Linked DNA regions of Danio rerio: region 1 is linked to region 2. A link is a contact called in public HiChIP or PLAC-seq data. All regions are on one chromosome and are shown on one strand. The core of a region is the stretch at or near the end of the contact, and the rest is flanking DNA. Distances in the headings are between cores, read along the strand shown.

The links. HiChIP or PLAC-seq counts read pairs in DNA pulled down with a chosen protein or histone mark.
Region 1: a contact with region 2 is called in an H3K4me3 HiChIP or PLAC-seq map of gastrula embryo, with 2.5 times the contacts expected there. The contact joins the promoter of nom1 here to the enhancer-like site in region 2. A contact is called at or near these places in 1 of 18 Hi-C or Micro-C datasets (caudal fin) and 2 of 4 datasets of contacts at active chromatin or transcription factors (embryo and gastrula embryo).

The regions. Positions count from the first base shown.
Region 1 is chr7:41,004,367-41,008,453 of GRCz12tu, reverse strand. nom1 (nucleolar protein with MIF4G domain 1) reads left to right here and starts at 2,132. Exons shown (of 12, transcript NM_001044832.3): 1 at 2,132-2,211. It overlaps lmbr1 (limb development membrane protein 1), which reads right to left and starts at 1,920. Exons shown (of 18, transcript NM_001252604.2): 1 at 1,861-1,920. The coding sequence starts at 1,920.
Region 2 is chr7:40,917,605-40,921,813 of GRCz12tu, reverse strand. It overlaps dnajb6b (DnaJ heat shock protein family (Hsp40) member B6b), which reads left to right. Exons shown (of 8, transcript NM_200305.1): 2 at 22-145; 3 at 2,898-3,007. The coding sequence starts at 78. Among named protein-coding and RNA genes, the nearest start is that of dnajb6b, 11 kb to the left of the region's middle. Within about 2 kb of position 1,608, at least 5 of the 62 cell types and tissues checked have an H3K27ac peak or open chromatin away from gene starts, as enhancers often do. A contact at or near this core is called in gastrula embryo, where this site is marked.

The sequences.
Region 1 (4,087 bases), core at 883-3,382, 86 kb before region 2:
ACATTTCTATGTATTTATGAATGTATTATATCATCTTTGAATCAAATTACAAAAAATCTATTACTGCTTGTGCAAGGCGTTTATAATGCCGCGTCTATGTGACTGGACAGTAAATTTGACTTATTCTCTTCTCTGGCTGCCGTTTTCAGCGCCACACTTTTTTTCCTTTTTCTAAAAGTGTTTATAAAATCATCATGGAGTTTTTCTTAAATATTTGAGCAAATAAGATAAAAAAAAATGTTTGTTGTATTCTCCCATTCACTGCACTCCCCAACTGCACTTTCCCCAACTATGATGACTTCTGCTACTGAGAAACTCATCACATAATTTGGACACATACAAGTGGCTGGTACAACTGTACGACATTATAATTATCCACAGCTCGAGTGAACTTGCTACAAATGTGTGCATTAAAGATCTGGACAAAATCTCCACGTTTACTGCACAAAACAATGATCATGAATCAGGATGATTGCCTTACTTTGTATAATTGATACTTGATACTGTACTTTGCTTTTGTTTTTCTGTTAACTTCTATTAATTGGATACCCCAGTTTAAAGAGACCGCAGGGGGGGGTGTAGTATGATTAATATATTTCATTATATTGTTTTTTTCAGCCTGTGTCATTCATTCATTTTCTTGTCGGCTTAGTCTCTTTATTAATCCGGGGTTGCCACAGCGGAATGAACCGCCAACTTATCCAGCAAGTTTTTACGCAGTGGATGCCCTTCCAGCCACAACCCATCTCTGGGAAACATCCACACACACATTCACACACACACTTATACACTACGGACAATTTAGCCTACCTCATTCACCTGTACTGCATGTCTTTGGACTGTGGGGGAAACCGGAGCACCCTGAGGAAACCCACACAAATGCAGGGAGGACATGCAAACTCCACACAGAAACGCCAACTAAGCCGAGGTTCGAACCAGCGACCTTCTTGCTGTGAGGCGACAGCACTACCTACTGCGCCACTTGCCCTCGCCTTTTTTTTCAGCCTGTGTGCTTTGTTATAATAATAATAATAATAAAAGAAAATTCTAAGCAACCAACAACAATCAAAGTACAACATTGTTCAGTCAATTAAATAGTGCATGTGTTGTTTTGAAGTTATACATAAATGTGATTTCAGACCGAATATTCAATGTACCATGGCAATATAGGGACAAGTTGTCACTGAACAAATCTGCGAAAATAAAACCAACTTAACCTTAAAAACAACATAGGCTGGTCTAACGTGAACCTGTTAAATAAAACACATCAGTCAGTCAAATTAGTTGGTAACTTAAGAGTTTATGCAACTGGCCCCAAGTTTGCCAAGTCAGAAAGGAGAGGCACATTATATCCTAACACCCAAAATAAACACTGCAAACCTGCAATGCTCATGTGTACACCAACAACTGTAAACAAGCTGTCAGTGAAGAACCGTTAGGATTACTCAGATGTCAGTTGACGATAGTTCAGTCTGTCCTAATTCTACTAGTTTTAGAAATATGACACAAAGGTTACTCGGCTTCATGCATACAATTGCAGACAGCTAACAATTATTTACAAAACGCGTTTAATTTTGGGTTAGAAGTCAAATGAATTGCGAGCTCAGTCACAGAAAGGGATTAAAGAGCTCAATATTGTAGCTAACGACAAGCTAAGAGGCTAACCAACTAGCCTAATGGACCTCATTTAAACTCAGTTCTGTTTCTAGAGATATTTATCAAAAGTCTTAACCACAGTTAAACCCATTCATGATTTCATTATACGGAATATCCGTAATGAAGTCTAAATGCAAGCTGGATAATGAACACGGAGCATAAAGGGTCAGTGTGCTGTGCTTTAATGGGTCTCTCTGTACTCACGATGTACTCGCGCACTTGGCTGTGGAAATTCTGCTCTCTGATCGTCACATCGTCTTCCATTCTTCATATTGCAGAAACACATTCATTAGCAACGCATTTTGGTGGCCAGTCCATTCACTGCGAGAGAAAGCGACTTTATCAGATAAATAAACCGCCCTTTGGAAGAGCTCGACTGACTGACAGCGGTTGCGCTCAGCGCCAAATAAACGATCACAACACAGTCAAAATATATCGCGTCATCATTCGGCGACTTACGACAGGCAGGACGATGGATGTACACAGATGGCTTGTCAAGATGAATACAGTAAAATCCTTCTGGAAATGGATGACTTTCTCCTGTGCTACATTTAGGTAATCCACTAATTCATCCATCAGTATTTCCACTAAACAACTTGTCTTATGTATGGTCACAGTGTCGAGTTTGTTTGTGAAAAATGAATCAGGAGTATAAGTGAATTTAACTTAGCTAAATATGTTACTGTTGGCAACAGATCTTTAGTTAGCAGGCATTGAGTAATATAAAATAAATCAATAAAAGGGAAATGCAGCTTAAAATGTTTTATAATCAAAAACAGTTGGTATCATATTTTACCATGATTTACAGAAGACACACACTAAAATGTAATTCGATGTAACTTGTGTACCAAAAAATAGTGTCATGTCTACTTAATTATTTTATGAGATAAATATTTAATTAATTGTGATTTAAAATTTTTATTTTTTGCTTTTTAAAACAAACTGATTGTAAGCATCGATGAAAATATAAACATTATTAGAAATTACATTACAATGAAATTTGTATTTTGTCCCTTGATTCATAAGGGGTCGCCACTGCGGAATGAACCTCTAACTTATCCAGCATATGTTTTACACAGCAGATGCCCTTCCAGCTGCAATCCATCACTGGCAAACATCCATACACACTCATTCACACTACGGCCAATTTGTTTATTATTCACTTATAGCGCATGTGTTTGGACTGTGAGGGGAAACTTGAGCACCGGGAGGAGACCAACGTGAACATGGGGAGAACATACAAACTCCACACAGAAAAACTAACTGACCCAGCCAGGGCTCAAACCAGCAACATTCTTGCTGTGAGGCAACAGTGCTAACCACTGACCCACCGTGTCTCGTTTTTTAATCATTAAAAATAAATATGTCTAATGTTTATTTTGCAAATATATTAAGTGTATTGCGAACATTTATTTAATGTAATGAGTACATATGTTGTACAACATATTTTTTAAAATATAAATATTGTTGGTGTAAGATGGTGGACTATTATTTCACCAATATTCTTTTACATTCTATTTTCATAAAAGTTAATTACTAATTAGGCTAATTACAACATTAAAATAGACACTACTTGCATTTTAGAGAAATTATAAGAAATTATGGGGTGGTACGGTGGTGCAATGGGTAACGATGTCACCTCACAGCAAGAAGGTTGCTGGTTCGAGTCTTTCTGGGTCAGTTTTCTGTGTGGAGTTTGCATGTTCTCTCCATGTTTGCACGAGTTCCCTCCGGGTGCTCCTGTTTTAAAAAACAGAACTAAACTCCATTGTGTAGATGGTTCAAGCATGTTGAAAATTATTTTTCAATCAAGTTCTCTTACATAGAAAAAGTAAATTAAATAGCTACTAGGAATGTTCATTTCGTTAGTTTTGCTAACCGACAAACGCTGCTCATTAATCGGTTATTAACGGTTAACTGGTCAGATTACTATTAATTTTATATTAAACAAATTGACGTGTCTATTTTGTGTCTGACACATTAAATATTGCATTTTAAAATACTGATTTTTATATGTTAGCATATTAATAGCGGAACAGAACAACAGAGCATCTTGTGTACCAAAAAATAGTGTCATGCCTACTTAATTATTATTTCTAGACACTACTTGCATATTAGAGAAATTATAAGAAATTATGGGGTGGTAGGGTGGTGCAATGGGTAACGATGTCACCTCACAGCAAGAAGGTTGCTGGTTTGAGTCTTTCTGGATCAGTTTTCTGTGTGGAGTTTGCATGTTCTCTCCATGTTTGCACGAGTTCCCTCCGGGTGCTCCTGTTTTCCCCAGTCTAAAGACATGCACTATAGTTGAATTGGGTAAGCTAAAATGTCTGTATGTGAATATGTCCTGTTCATATGCAAGTATACAAGAAGTTATACATATATCTTCTGGTATATATTTATACAGTACATACTGCTAATAAATCTATAC
Region 2 (4,209 bases), core at 359-2,858:
CGCTCTCTTTCTTTTTTTTAGGCCCACTGCTGAACATTAGTCTTCATCCCGTGGAGTGGAAACCCAAAACCTGAGCCATGGAGGAGGATTATTACCACATCCTTGGTGTCACGAAAAGCGCATCTCCTGACGATATAAAGAAAGCGTAAGTACTCTGTGTTCTGTCATGGCTGTCTATTTTTACACACTGGACATAGTAGAGCGTTAATGATAACAGTGACTGTGCAACACAGGCTTAGTGTTACTGTTTGTGTGAGACTTCTTTATTACTCATCTCTGTCAGTGCGTTTGTTTTAATCCCTTGCTTCTGATGTTCTTTGAATAAAATAAAAAAGCCCTACTTTTTAATGTCTTCGTTTGGAAATAAACAAATGCGGACCCAGATAAGCATTGCTGTTCGTGCTTGCCGTGACATTGCTGAGGTTGAGATGGAAACACTTTCACTGTGGTAAATATAGAAGGGATTAAGAGAAATGCTATGGCAAACTCTCTTATGTCATGACAAATTGATAAAAGTTTTAAGAAATTTGCCAATAATTTTTCAACTAAACCTCTTCAAAATGCAAAGTACATTCTTAATCAGCTTGATCCAAGACCATTCATATAATAGTACATAGTTTAAAATATTCAATAGTTTCATAAGATGCAGTTATGGGAAAAAATAAGAGATCATTTGGCATTTTTCAGTTTAGCTGTATTTAGTACAATTTGTAGTCATGTGTTGGAGTAAAATGTAATTTTTGTTTTATCTGAAAACAGCTAATGTCATTTCTTAAAAAAATATATATATGCGTTTTATATATGCATTTTATATATGTATGCAACAGTTAGTTAAAATAACAAAAAAGAAGGCATTTTCATTTATATTCATTTTTAGACGATGCAATAACCAGTGTTTTAACTTGGTATTTAGTTATGAAAGCAATATTTGGTAGAATAACTTCAGTTGTTTGATCACAATTGTTTTGCTTTTTTTGTGTTTTTTTTTTAAACCAATTATCTTTTTGTTTTCTTTAAAAATGTAAAAGGAAGGTTTTACCTTTTTAATAGAATTAAACAAAAATGAGCAGTTTATGCAAACACATACCTAAAGAGTTCAGTAAACCCAGAGAAACTAATGTAGTGGAAAAGAAGTTCCATTAATGCAAAATTTCACGGTAACATTGTATTTTGATGGTCCCTTTAACGCATTTTGTTGAATTTAAGTTACATTGCATCTACATGCCAACTAATTCTCATTAGATTATAAGTAGACTGTTAGGTTGGGGTTAGTGTAAGTAGACGTACTTGCAAATTTTCTTATGGTCAGATAAATGTGTTGAAGGAGCAGTATCAGCAAATATTAAGCAGACAGTCTACTAATACTCAAATGAGAGTTATTGGCATTTAGTTTCAATGCAACTTGTCAACTGAATGTGCAATAGGGACCATCAAAATAAAGTCTAATTGCTAATTTCACACGTCATTTAGATATTGCATGTAAACGTAAACACAGTCTTTTATATTGCAAATTGAGCTTGACCCAGAAAAAGGAATAGGGTGTAGACGGGAAACCTTACAGCATTTAGTGGTGTTTAGTCACATTGTGTCCTTATTCATTACTCCACACCTTATTCATCCACTCCCTTTCTAGAAAGGGTGTTTTTGTCCTTTGTTTTTCAGGTGAGCAAACAGCTATTGAAGCCTTGTTCTGTAGGTCACTGAATTTGCTGATGTTTAAGGGAGGATTTCTAAAGCACAGTGGTTTGGAGGGTAAACGCTATCAAAAGATGTGCAAAGGACAAATCCTCTGGTGTATAGAGTGTTTGGTTTAGGCCATTGACGCTGCAGGCTGCGTGTGTATTGCTGACTCAGGTTGAGTGTACAGGGATGCTGACCTGTTGTCACACCTACTGAAGTTAAACTGTGCAGCATGACCTGGATTAAAAAGTGGATGTTAAGAGGTGTGGAATTTATTTTGTGTGGGCATTACATTATTTTTCCAGTGAATATTAGCATCCTTGAACATTTAATTTGATTTAAACACTGTTTCTGGTCAGCTTTTTTTTTTTTTTTTTTTTTTTACTAAAATCAGCATCAGGAATTTATAGTGATTTATAAAAATCTTTGTAGTCCTATATCTTCAGTTTTGTAACTAACATTTTTGTTGTTGTTTGTTCATGATTCTTATATAATGAAATTTGTTGATTAAATATAAGTTAATAAAATAAAAATATGGTAAAGCAGTGGCACAGTAGGTTGTGCTGTTGCCTTACAGCAAGAAGGTTGTTGGTTTGAGCCTCTGCTGGGTCAGTTGGCGTTTCTCTGTGGAGTTTGCATGTTCTTCTTGAGTTTTGCGCGGGTTTTCTCTGGGTGCTCCGGTTTCCCCCACAGCCCAAAGACATGCGGTACAGGTGAATTAGGTAGGCTAAATTGTCCGTGGTGTATGAGTGTGTATGGATGTTTCCCAGAGATGGGTTGCAGCTGGAACGGCATCCTCTGCGTAAAGCATATGCTGAATTTGACGGTTCATTCCGCTGTGGCGACCCTGGATTAATTAAGGGACCAAGCCAAAAAGAAAATGAATGAATAAATGAATGAATAAATAAATAAATGAAAATTAAAAATAAATAAAATAATTAATAACCTAAACTTTTTTTGTGTTTGCATTCATTAATCACCCTCATATATGCTGTTATTTTTGTAAATAATTTTTTAATGTTCTAGATATACAAATACACACTATATACACTATATATTATCACTTTCATTCTTTTTTGTACATCTTTGATGTACTTTTTAAATTGTGACTATATATTCTGCATATAAATTTATATTCTGCAGGTGCATGTAGTTTTTGTGCCCTTTTCAAATTTAAGATGTCTTGCTTTGAAAAAGGTGTGTATGTGCTTTTTCAGGTACAGAAAACTTGCACTAAAATGGCATCCAGACAAAAACCCCAATGACAAAGAGGAGGCGGAGAAAAGGTTCAAAGAAATCTCAGAAGCATATGAAGTCCTGTCAGATGGTATTGGATATTTATTTTTTCTATAATTATTTTTAAATGATACACTGTTTTTTTATTATTGAAAGTGAATAATTTCCTCTTATAAATGTTTGTAAAGTGTAAAGAAATCTACCAAAATAACCTGTCAGTGGTTGAATTGCTTGATTTATGACTATTTTAAGGTGTTGAGGTATGACACATGTCCTGGTATTTTGGCTTTTTAAGTCTTTTTCTTAAGCCAGTTACTTTTTTCTGTATTTCTGCAGTAAAAAAAAAAGTTATGTATTTTCATTTGCATGTCTGCATTTTTTTTTGTACATCTTCCCATTTACCGTTTTATTAAATGTGTAGAGGTATTTTTAGATTTCATTTATTATTTATTATTAAATATTTCATTTTCCTGTGCAAGACTTGTTAAAATGCATTGCCACACAGTTATTGTAATCTCAACATGAATAAAAAAAAAGTTGGTGCTTTTGCTTCTGATAGTAAAATATATTTTGTTCATCTGGTCACAGGTGAAAAACGATACAATTTTTATAAATCAAAAAAAGTGTCCACTTTCACTTCCATGGGTGGTAGAAAACACCCATATTGTGTTTGTAATGTGCTTTTAGTCACATGTGTAGCCACTTGTGGTTTAAATAGCCAGTAAATAAAGAAATATTCTTGGACCTTTTGGTGCAGCATGACAGCCAGATGGTGTTTAAGCTCTGTCTTCTGAAATTGTAAGCAAATAATTTAAACAGCACAATGCTTCCTTAAAAGTCTTCCTTTTAACACAAAGCGTTGAGTGTTGTTTGTGTTTATCTAATCTGAAACCAAAAAAACTGTTCTGTGTTGTTTTCTGTTGTCTCTTTTAGCATTCATTTGCCAATCACTCTTATTTTACTAATATTAGATTAGATTAGAAAAGGCCAGTACACACAGCTGTCCATAGGCCCTTCTTCCCTTAAAGAAATCAGGGAAGAGACTGAAACAAAACAGAAGTGTCATGTAAAGGTGTAAACAGGAATGTGTGTCCTTAGTCTGCTTTTTTATAGTAAATAGGCAACTGCCCTAGAGTAAAACAGTTTATTTATTTATTTATTTATTTATTTTTATCGATTCAGTTGATATCCCGGTCTGGCGAGAGCACTTTTAGCTTAGCAAAGATCATTGAATCTGATTAAACTGCTATTTTGCTATACCTTCAATATCAGTTGTATACCAGACCTCGAACA